3 separate regions of the Mus musculus genome follow, and regions 2 and 3 are each linked to region 1. The links are chromatin contacts, called in public Hi-C maps. All regions are on one chromosome and are shown on one strand. The core of a region is the stretch at or near the end of the contact, and the rest is flanking DNA. Distances in the headings are between cores, read along the strand shown. Region 1 has its middle 65 kb from the start of Gm40399. Region 2 has its middle 120 kb from the start of Gm24434. Region 3 has its middle 39 kb from the start of Gm24434.

The links. Hi-C and Micro-C count contacts between places; a contact is called where the count stands out from the background.
Region 2: a Hi-C map of the N1E-115 cell line shows a contact between it and region 1, with 2.8 times the contacts expected there. The contact joins two enhancer-like sites. A contact is called at or near these places in 6 of 484 Hi-C or Micro-C datasets (the N1E-115 cell line, cerebral cortex, cortical neurons and 1 more) and 3 of 115 datasets of contacts at active chromatin or transcription factors (embryonic stem cells and large pre-B cells).
Region 3: a Hi-C map of the N1E-115 cell line shows a contact between it and region 1, with 4 times the contacts expected there. The contact joins two enhancer-like sites. A contact is called at or near these places in 6 of 484 Hi-C or Micro-C datasets (the N1E-115 cell line, cerebral cortex, embryonic fibroblasts and 2 more), 3 of 115 datasets of contacts at active chromatin or transcription factors (embryonic stem cells and large pre-B cells) and 1 of 9 other capture datasets (embryonic stem cells).

The regions. Positions count from the first base shown.
Region 1 is chr12:39,884,301-39,887,734 of GRCm38.p6, reverse strand. No RefSeq gene overlaps it. Among named protein-coding and RNA genes, the nearest start is that of Gm40399, 65 kb to the left of the region's middle. Within about 2 kb of position 1,759, at least 10 of the 459 cell types and tissues checked have an H3K27ac peak or open chromatin away from gene starts, as enhancers often do. A contact at or near this core is called in the N1E-115 cell line, where this site is marked.
Region 2 is chr12:39,734,856-39,738,500 of GRCm38.p6, reverse strand. No RefSeq gene overlaps it. Among named protein-coding and RNA genes, the nearest start is that of Gm24434, 120 kb to the right of the region's middle. Within about 2 kb of position 2,315, at least 27 of the 459 cell types and tissues checked have an H3K27ac peak or open chromatin away from gene starts, as enhancers often do. A contact at or near this core is called in the N1E-115 cell line, where this site is marked.
Region 3 is chr12:39,658,388-39,662,201 of GRCm38.p6, reverse strand. No RefSeq gene overlaps it. Among named protein-coding and RNA genes, the nearest start is that of Gm24434, 39 kb to the right of the region's middle. Within about 2 kb of position 1,806, at least 2 of the 459 cell types and tissues checked have an H3K27ac peak or open chromatin away from gene starts, as enhancers often do. A contact at or near this core is called in the N1E-115 cell line, where this site is marked.

The DNA.
Region 1 (3,434 bases), core at 510-3,009:
CTGGAGTTGCTGTGACACAGGCGAGTCCATTGGAATGAAGAGAACTTTGTACTTGGGAGGTTCTAGTTTGCATGTGTTTAGCCTTGAGTAATTGTGGTCTGTGACTGACTCTTCAAAGGGTCACTGAAAAAGGACTGGGATAGCTTCAGGTTTTGAACCAAACCAAGGGCTTAAAAAATCTCTATGTATCTATGTATCTATGTATCTATCTATGTATCTATGTATCTATGTATGTATGTATGTATGTATCTATCTATCCATCTATCTATCTTTCATCTATCTATCTATCTATCTATCTATCTATCTATCTATCTATCTATCCATCTATCTATCTATCCATCCATCTATCTAAAATCACTGGGAATGAAAAGCAGTTTCAGATCAATAGGCTAGTTAGCAAGGCATACCATATTTATTTCACCAGCACTGCAAACCATGTAATAAAAATAGTGACAAGTAATGTTCTGTGTTATAATTTATTGAATTAACTTTTGGTAAGCATGGGTAAATGTAGATGTATGTATGTCCATGTATGAATGTATGTGCATGTATATGTACATATTGTATGAATGTACACATGTACATATGTGTATATCTGCTGCTGAGGATTAAACCAAGGGAGTCATTCCTGTGGAGAATGTAATCTACACCCTCAGTTCAATTTTTTTTTTTCACTTCATCAAAACATCGGAAGATGATGCTGTTTGAGGCTGGCTTTTGGTAAATGATTTGGTCAGGAAAGCCAAGATATAGGTGCTTTTATAGTAGAGTCCCAAGGGACTTGTTACCCTGTGTCTGCTTGATACTACAGCCAAAGGATGCCAAGTGTAAACCAGGCATAGAGCCCTCATCAAACATGAGAGCTTCTGGTGTCTTATTCTTGTGCTTCTAATCTCCAGAACTCAGAGAAATTGATTGTAGATTTATAAACTACTAGAGTCATTGAATTTTGTGATAGTAACCCAAATAGACACCAGACTACCTGAATACTTTATTTTATTTAATTTAATTAAAAAACCTTATTTTATCTATTATTTAAAACATTTCTAGTTTTTAAAATAACTAATGATGCAGACTCCTTACTAATGATCATAATAATTTTGTACGAATTACTAAATTACTCTTGTGACATGGAAAACTGGACCTGGGGTTCATCTACAGAGGTTAATTGTAAATGGCATTGCTACTGCATCCTTAGTCTAGCATAAGAGCATTTGTTTTATGAACATTGAATCTAAAGTGTACTAATGTTGGAGGTGAGAGGGGAAGAGAAACATATGATATTAGTGAAAAAATCATATTTATGAACAAAATTTAAAAAGGAAACTTTTAAAGTAATAATTGTCAATGTTATTTATTTATTTATTTTACTAGAATTCAGTACAAATGAAATTTGCATTTCCCAGTCTCTAAGCTTGGGAATGAGTCTCCATCACCACTAATATCTTGCCTCTTTGTTCTCTGAGTTGTTTTTGGCTTCCTTGTGTATCAGACTCTCACTCTTGGGGAAGAAGAATGAATTTCTTTATTAGGACAGTGGGGGACAGCATGAGGTTTTCTTTTTCTCTACATTTGGTCTATTTTATTAAATACTTTCAGTATGGCATATCTCATGTTTGACACCAGGAATGGAGGAGTGAGCCACATAGAAATGATCATAGTTACAACCTTCCTGGCCACACAGACATGATCTCAGCTACTACCTTCCTGGCCACACAGACAAGATCTCAGCTACCACCTTCCTAGCTACACAACCACAATCACTGTCACCACCTTCCTGGCCACACAGACAGCATCTTGGTCACCACCTTCCTGGTGCTTACTGAACTAGTGCTAGCTGATCTCATTTGGGGATTAACTGGAACTCCTGGTAACAGAACTTTCCCTAGCTCCCACTTCCTGACTGTCTGTCACCATGTGATTCAGGTCAAAGCACACAGGGGGCACACAGCTTAGGTTCTTTATATATCTCTCGAATGGCATGATTTGTTGAGTTAATAAATAACATATTTTCAGTAAAATGCTCCCTGAAACTGGCTTTTGATTAAGCATAGTGGTACGAAACTTCAGTTGTGCTAATGAGAGATGTAGCTTTCAGCATCTGTCTCTGGTAGAGCAGATAATAATCTAATTATGCTGCAAACTTCTTTACAATGAGCTATTATAGTGTCCATTGACTGGTTTTGTTTTGCATCATGGTTTCTAATTGGGTATTCTGATCCTAAATATCGGCTTGTGCTGCTTAATTGACATCCATTCACCCAAATGAAACACATCTCTAATTGGCTAGAGTTCATGACTCACTGGGAAGTAACTGTGATAAATGAAAATTGTTTTCTCATACTAATTACCTGAAAAATTTGCAGGGACAATAATCAAGAAAATGTCTCTTTAGATAGATAATTATAATGATTAAGATGCAAAGCATTTGCATGTTAAGCTATCATACAGGACTTAAGGATACTCAAACTAGCTAAAGTTATCTCCTATCTGTTTCATCTGTGATTTTTAACATGTGCAGCTACTCAGAGCCTGAAGTAAATCAGGGTGGACCTGCAATAAATCAGATATGACCTCAAAGAAGAAGCTGTCTGGAAGGCTTGTCAGCGCTTGTCAGGATTTCACTGAAGAAATGTCTTCCAGAGGCTGCGGAAACGGCTCAGTAGGTAAAATGTTCATCACTCAAGACTATGATCCTGATCTTGGTCCCCAGAAATCCACCCAAAATACCGAATGCAGTAGTTCGTGCTTGTGATCTCAGGTCTGGGGAGGTGTCGGTAAGAGGCTCCTCAAGCTCATTGGTTTATTGAATCTAGCCTTACGGGGTCTGAATTGAAGAGTTCTGTGTGGTTCTGAGTTCTACTTCCTCCCTTAGCCCTTAGCCTAGGCACCGATCTTCAGTGGGAGGGCAAGAATGAAGTGGAGGCTGGAACAAGTGAATCAGCAGGACCTCAGTCCATCTGTGAGGGGCCTGGCCAGGGATGGGCTCTCCAAGGATTTCAGTGTTATAGATCTTCTAGGCAATATTCAGTGAAAGAGCTTGTACCTCCTAATTATATGTGTATATGTATTTGAATATGTATGCAAGGGCATACCTTGGGGAGTAGGAAGGAGCTTTTCAGGTGAATGTACTTTGGCTGGGAATTAAGGTACCGGGAATGCCTCATTTGCATGGAGAGGCATTCCATGTACTTGCTGGGCAGGTTCTTACAGGGAGAAAGGAAGTTTGAACATGTAATTTTGCCAAAGTCTATGTGACATTTCTCAGGTAGAGGATGCTGGGGATCAGGTAAGGTTCCCCAGATAAGATCAGGCATAGAAGAGGAAGCCCCACTGGAAAAGGGACTCTTCCTCTTTTTTTTTTTTTTTTTTTTTTTTTCGAGACAGGGTTTCTCTGTGTAGCCTTGGCTATCCTGGGGCTCACTCTGTAGACC
Region 2 (3,645 bases), core at 1,066-3,565, 150 kb after region 1:
TGGCCAAGTTGGTCATCAATAGGAGGAGAGGCCCTTGGTCTTGTGAAGGTTCTATACCCAAGTATAGGTTAATGCCAGGGCCAGGAAGCAAGAATGGGTGGGTTGTGCACCAGGGGAAGGGCAGAGGGGTTAGGGGATTTTTGGAGGGGAAACTAGGAAAGGAAATAACATTTGAAATGTTAATAAAGAATATATCTAATAAAAATAATAAAAAAAATAAAGTGCCTCGGCCAAGAATGTACATTGTCCCTGGAAGAAATTTCGAAGGACAATGTGGCTACGGAACAGGGAAAGGAGCAAGTGATGCTATCCAGAGAAGACAGAGCCTCTGGGCCCAGTGGCCACATGGCTTCAATGGATTCAGATGGAATGGTACTAAGTGGGTCAGAAAAGGCACAGCATGCTTGCAGTCACATCCCATCTGCTTCATAAAGACTAAGTCACTGGAATAAAGACACTGCTAGTGACTCCTGTCAGGAGGCTCTGCAGTGCCATGGGAAGAAATAATAGCAGTTGGACACAGGTAACAGATCTGAAACAAGAAAAAAAATTATTCACAACTTGAAAAAAAGAGGACTTACTGAAAGAAAGTAGGAAGACACAATAAAAATAAAGAGAACTCCATCTTTTTTTTTTTTCCTCGTGACAAGTAGCTAGTAGGAATTTCACTTACCAGGAGCCAGAAAGATGAAGAGTAATACCAGGACTTCAGTGTCTGGCATGATCTATTTGAAATGTTAGAAATACTGAGTGGGTGGTTGGAGTTTAGAGAAAAATCAGGCACAGAGAAATATTTCAGGAGTCATCAGAATTGTATCAGTTATTTGTGTATAAGAAATAACCATAGAGTCCTGGTGTAGTACATCAGCAACACCTTATTTTCCAGGTATGCAAATTGACTTAAATTGGCCTGTATAGGTCACTCTTATCGAGGTGGTTCTACTTAAGTGAAGGTTTATAGTGGGCTTCGTTCCCCTGTGTGGTAACCCTCTCTGCATGTGTCACTCCCGGGAGTGGGTTATCTTCCCACTGGCAGAAGTATGAGAGAGTGAGTTCTGGTCAAATACATCTCGTGTTTAATATAATATTTTCCTATGAGTGAAGCCCGGAAGCAGGGGCTTCAATTGTTGCAGATGGAAGTGAAGGGATGATGCTGAGTCTGTAGTCTGCCACTTATGTATGGCCATGTACAGACTCATGTGCCACAGACATAGAGGGGGAGTCCACTCGATTGCACCAGTTAACTTTCTCACCAGCAGTGAGTGAGCATTCCTGGCTCCTCTGCTTCTTCCAGCTTTTGTTACTGTGCTAAATGGACTTGCCCACATGAGGATAGGAAATAGCATTTGTTTGACTAACACTAACTATATCCAATTCCGCTGTAGATAGAAAAACTCAGAGTTACTGTGCAACTTTGCATTTCTTCCAGTGCCTTAATGTGCCTTGGCCTGGTGGCCAGAAAATAAAGCTTCTTTGAAGATTTTGTATCTTTAGCCATCTTTCCCTTTCTACTTAGTGACGAAACATGTAGGAGAAAAGGTGTCAAATGATTGTGGCTTGTAACTCTAACCCAACAGGTAGAGTTTGCTGTCCTTGAATTGCTTTAATTTATCTAAAGTGATCCTGTTTTGGCCTTGCTCATGACTTGAGGCAATACACTGAGACTCTCACTTGCACATACGATGTTGACAAGATGATAAGGCTGATGCAGAGGACTCACCATGCCTCTGTACAGATGGGAAGGCCTCTCATTTTCAAGTCTTTATTGTGAGAAAGTGACCTGTCTGCTCTGTGACTAAAGTATCACATATGCCTGGTCCCTTCGTAACAAATGGTATTATGCCCTACTTACAATGCCCAATCTGTTCGAGTCTGTTGAGATTCATTGCATGAGGGCTGCATAAATCCTCAGGGAGCTAAAAGTCTAAGCCTAGGTAAAAATACATAGGCTGAGTGGCTGCGGTGCCTATCTTAGGAAAGGGATGCTAATGTGAGGACCACACATTGTCCTTAGGCACACTGTATGCAGCTTTGGTTATCTTTTTAGAAACAAGCACGTGGGGAGGGAGCTGTGGTAAAGCTTCAAATAAGAGTGAGCAGTTTCATTTTCAGTAATGGCACTCGTGATGAGGAGCACAGAACTGCAGACTTCCAGTGCAGAAATAGAAACTCCATTAAGAAATAAAAACACTGTGTGTTCTACTGCTCGATAAGAGTATTTCTCTATTCATTCCCAGTGGGTTTGTTCTCTCGGAACAAGACACTTTGCATGACTGCTGATTTGATCTAGAGAAATATCTATGCTGAACTCTAATTAACTAGAGCACCGTGTGGAGTTCTGCATCCAGGAGGTTAGAGATTTATGGCTCTGTGGCTTTGTGTACCTGACTAGACTGTCAAGTACATTTAGTCAATGCATACTTGCTGTATATGGTTATTTTGTTATCTTTTTATATTTAGAAGAATAGATTTTCCTTCTCTTAGAGAATGGCAAACATGTTTGGTACTGAGAGTATGTTTGTAGGATAATTAAATGGCCGGTGGCCCTTTATTTGACTTGCGGGAGGCCAGCAAGGGAAGTCAAACACTAGATAGAAAAGAGATTTGGACCGATGTTAGAAGGGACTTCTGCCAACATAAGAGACTGTGAAAGGGTAAAACAAAAATGTGGGAGCTGTAGCTAATTTAGAGTAAGCTAATAAAAATATTCCTACAGAAATAAAAAGAGTATTTGAAGGGTATGGGTTTTCTAACATTATTATGCATGGATCTTGTTGAGTTAGCTGTATATGTCAGCTATCCAGTATTTTTAGTGTGTTGTCCATGTGAAAGAGTTATTCTGTCTAAAACACAAGGCATATCAAGCAGCCTGTCTGACTTCATGATATTATCTTGCTGCCTGTAGTCCAGTGGTCTATTCAGTAGATTATGAGAGCAGATTTTATAAGTACATGTTTTCTGATGCTTGGCATTTGGGTTTGAGGGCTCATATATAAGGTGACAGAATAATAAAGCATATTTTAATAGACAAGGTACTCTATGGTCAAAGGTCAATATCCACTCAAACATTTTAAATATTTATAAATATTTTGAAAAGTCAAGATGACATGAAAAGTCTCTAAAAATACTTTTATATCAGCATTATTCAGGGTGAGCAGGAGATAAATAATATATCTGTAACAACCTAAGACCAGTTATAAACATTGTGGCTTGAAAAGAATACATATGTGTGTGTAAGTGTGTGTGTGCACATGTGTGTGTATCTATGTGTATGCATATGTGTAAATCTGTGTGTATGTGTGTGAGAATGCGTGTGTATATATATGTGTATGCATATGTATGTATGAATGCATATAACTGTACATATATGTAAACATGTATTTAGAAGAAGGTAGGAGAGTGAGAGAGCAAGGAAATAGCTGTTTTTTTGCTAAATTTATGCAATTGTTTTATTGAATACTAGGGATGGTCTGAACAACCAAATTGAAAAGCATCTTTTCTGTGATGGCATGCTACACACACACACACACACACACACACACACACACACACACAAACACACACCCACACAACCCATACACACATTCATGTTTAACATCTTTTTACTAAAATCTCTAAAGTGAATAAACAACTGTTTGCAAAGGC
Region 3 (3,814 bases), core at 557-3,056, 230 kb after region 1:
ACCTGAACCCCTGAGATCGCTCAGATGCTGAGCAACCAACCAGTGAGCATACACCAGCTGATATGTGGCCCCTGGAACATATACAGCAGAGAACTGCTGTGTCTAGACTCAGTCAGAGAAGATGCACCTAACCCTTGAGAGACCTGGGGCCCCAGGGAGTGGGGAGGTCTGGTGGTGTGGTTGAGGGGGATATCCTTGTGGAGACAGGAGGAGGTGTGGGGAGGAGGAGTGGGATGTGGGACAGTGAGGGTGGACCTGGAGGGGGATAAAGTCTGGACTGTAAAAAGAGATTAAAGAATAAATTTAAAAAGACGGCCTCAAAGGGGCTATGACAAAAGTGAGCAGCAGCCTCTGGAATTATACTTTGCAGAAGCTTACCACTGACGGCCCTAGGACTTACCACCTCAATTATATGCTTCATTTCTTTCTTTTTTATTGGATATTTTCTTTATTTACATTTCAAATGTTATCCCTTTTCCAGCTTTCCCCTCCAAAACCCTCTATCCACTCCCACCTCCCCATGCTCAACAACCCACCCATACCTGCTTCCTGGCCCTAGCATTAACCTATACTAGGACATGGAACTTTCACAGGACCAAGAGCTTCTCCTCCCATTGATGACCAACTAGGCAGTCCTCTGCTACTTACGCAGCTAAAGCCATGAGTCCCAGTATGTGTTTTCTTTGGTTGGTGGCTTAGTTCCTGGGAGCTCTGGAGATGCTGGTCACTTCATATTGTTGTTCTTCCTATGGGGCTGCAAGACCCTTAAACTCCTAGGGTACTTTCTCTAGCTCCTTCATTGAGGACCCTGTGCTCTGTGTAAGGGATGACTGTGAGCAACCATAAGGAAAATTTTTACATCAAGAGTCACATGAATTAAATGTAACTGCAAAACTGGCTTGTCCATGTGTTCTATAGAAAAATAGGGAAACAGAGGACTAATATAAAGAATTGTATTGGCCCTGGGTGAAGGTGATGAAGGTCCCTTTTAGCTATAGTTTCTCCACTGTATTTAAAAGGTCTTTTTGCAGTTGTATTGAGAACAAATGGAGCTATTGTGTGGTGAAAACTATTGGAAGAGCTTTAGTGGAATACTTTGTGTGGGTGTAGGGTGAAGTTCAATAAATAAAATATTGGAAAGAGAAGGCAAAAACATAAGTATGAGCATAATAAGAAAGAAAGAGAGATCAAATGGAGGAGCCCGAGTATGCAGAAACCTTAGTCTTTATGGCTCATTTCAAATCTATTATCATTTGCAGGCATAGAAGCAACATTGTTTGAGGAGGACACAAATCTATCCTTAGCAGCAGTCTGGTCTAGTCCTGTTTTAATTTTCGAGCACTGCAGCAGTCATTGAGTCCAGCTGGTCCTGAAGGATGTTAAGCAGATCAGAGCTGACAAGAGAGATGGGTTAATTGATGTAAAGATAGCTTCAGTCTAGCTGTTTTCGTTTTTTTTGAGTCCCTAAAATGAAGTCCAGTATGGCAAGAAGAGGGATGATGGATGGCCCATGGCCCATTAGTCCCCTTTAGAGATCAGCCAAAGTGCTTTCAGGCGTTTGGGAGTGTTGATCTCTTGGCAACAGCTTCATAGCTGACTGATAAGCGATAAAGGAAGTGGCAGTTAGAGTTCTTCATAAAAGGGCCTCTAAGGGGCCATGATAAAACTTAACAGTTGTTAAAGACCTAGATCATAAGTCAGGAGGCAATAAACTGTACAACTTCTTTCCTTGGGAGCATTAAGTAGCAAAGTTATACGAGGATAACTTTTACATCAGGATTAACAAGAGTTAAGTGCAAGCACGCAACTGGCTTGTCCAAGTGTCTTGTAGAAGGACACAGTAATTGTAATTAGTTGTTTGTGACATTAGTCTCCTGCATAAGGAACAAATACCTGGAAGATTTTAAAAGCGGTCAATTAAAATCATCATCCAATGCATGACTTGGATCAGAAAGTGTCTAAGTGATATTCCCTCCTTTCACAGAGTGTCTTTGTTAGGGTTTCTATTTCTATAAAGAGACGCAGTGACCACAGAAACTCTTTTCAAAGAAAGCATTTCATTGGGGCTAGCTTACAGTTTCAGAGGTTTAGACCGTTATCATTATGGTGGGAAGCAAAGTGGCATGTAGGTAGACATGGTGCTGGAGAGGTAGCTGAATTCTACATCTGGATCTGAAGGCAATAGGAAGTAACTGAGCTATTAAGCCTGGTCTTGAGATTTTTAGAGCACAAAACCCACCCCACAGTGACACATTTCCTCCTACAAGGCCACATCAAATCCTACAAGACCACACCCCCTAATAATACCACTCCCTATTGACCAAGCATCCAAATACTTCAATTATGGGAGCCATTCCTATTCAAACCACCACCATATGAACATTACATATTTGTTTAAAGTATTAGCAATATCAGCAATTACTGAATGAATTTCAAGTAAAATACAATTATTGATTAGAAAAAATTTGTAAGGTAAAAATTTAAATGGAGATTATTACTTTAAATGTCTGTATCTAGTGTTTGAAAACATCTCTTAATACGTATTTTGTTACCATCAATATATATATATATATATACATATATATATATATATATATATATATATTCCAAGATTATGTAGTAAATATAAGACCACAGAAAGAGATAATTATTTTTCCTGAAAAGAAATGATTTTCCCTTTCTAATTTAAAAGTATGCTTTCAAAGACTGATTGCTTTGTCAAGTGCAAATGATTCACTTTATAAAATTTTCTAAAATTAGCCTTATTGATGGAACCTTTTAAAAAATTTTTTACATTTTCATTCCATACATTCAACCCACAGATAAAAGATGAAAGCAGTCAGTCATGATAAATCTGTAACAAACGATTTACATGTAATAGGGATGGAATTAACATAGAAGGAGAAGGCCAACTCTTTACTCCTTTTGTCTCCAGGTCATCATACACTGACCCCAGCATGCATATTTCTTAACATCAGTATATTTAAAAATCAATTGAGTCTTTAGAGGCATAATTTGTAAAGCAAGATAACTAAATTAAATGAGCTATAGCAAACATTGACTTTTAGATTTTCTTAGAAAACATCTACAAGTATAATTATCAAAGCCTGCATACTCATTGTAGGCTTCAAGGTAAGAATACAGGGCCTGGCTATTTTTTATGACTCAATTTCTTTTAGTAGCTAATGCTTAACTAAGATAGCAAAAAATGCCACAGTTTTGTTTTGTTTTGTAATACCCACTCTTAAGAGAAACCATCTTGGAAGCCTGGTTTTGCCTCCTTAGTTTAAAAAAGGGAATATAATGGTAAGTAAAGGGAGACCATAAGATCACCTTAAGAGCAAGGTGATGATAAAGTCATGTGTCATGTGTCTATCCTGATGAGGTCACAAGCCAAGATGGCAACAAGCCATATGGTCATTAGTTAAATACATCATATATTATAGCAGATTAAGATAATCTACATATAGATTTTTAACTATTAACCCCTTCTTATTACAGATTTTAAGCTAACTTTTAATTTTACAAGTCTTAATAATAATCCTCAATGAAAGTATAAATACTAAGATGAAAAAAGTTATGCTTTCACAAAAAAAAAAAAAAATCTTTAAAGATAGTGAACAAAACCAGGGAAAAATGGGGAGAATTCAAAGAGTTAGATAACTGGCCATTTATAACGTCTATGGGAAATAATTTACTTCTTAGTAACAACTCATGAACAAAGTCTTTTCCTAGGCTGTTTTGTTTTTCTCTCCTTCAACTTGTCACAGAGTCAGGTGGCCAGCTTAACCTAGGAGAGAGATTTTGGAGGAAA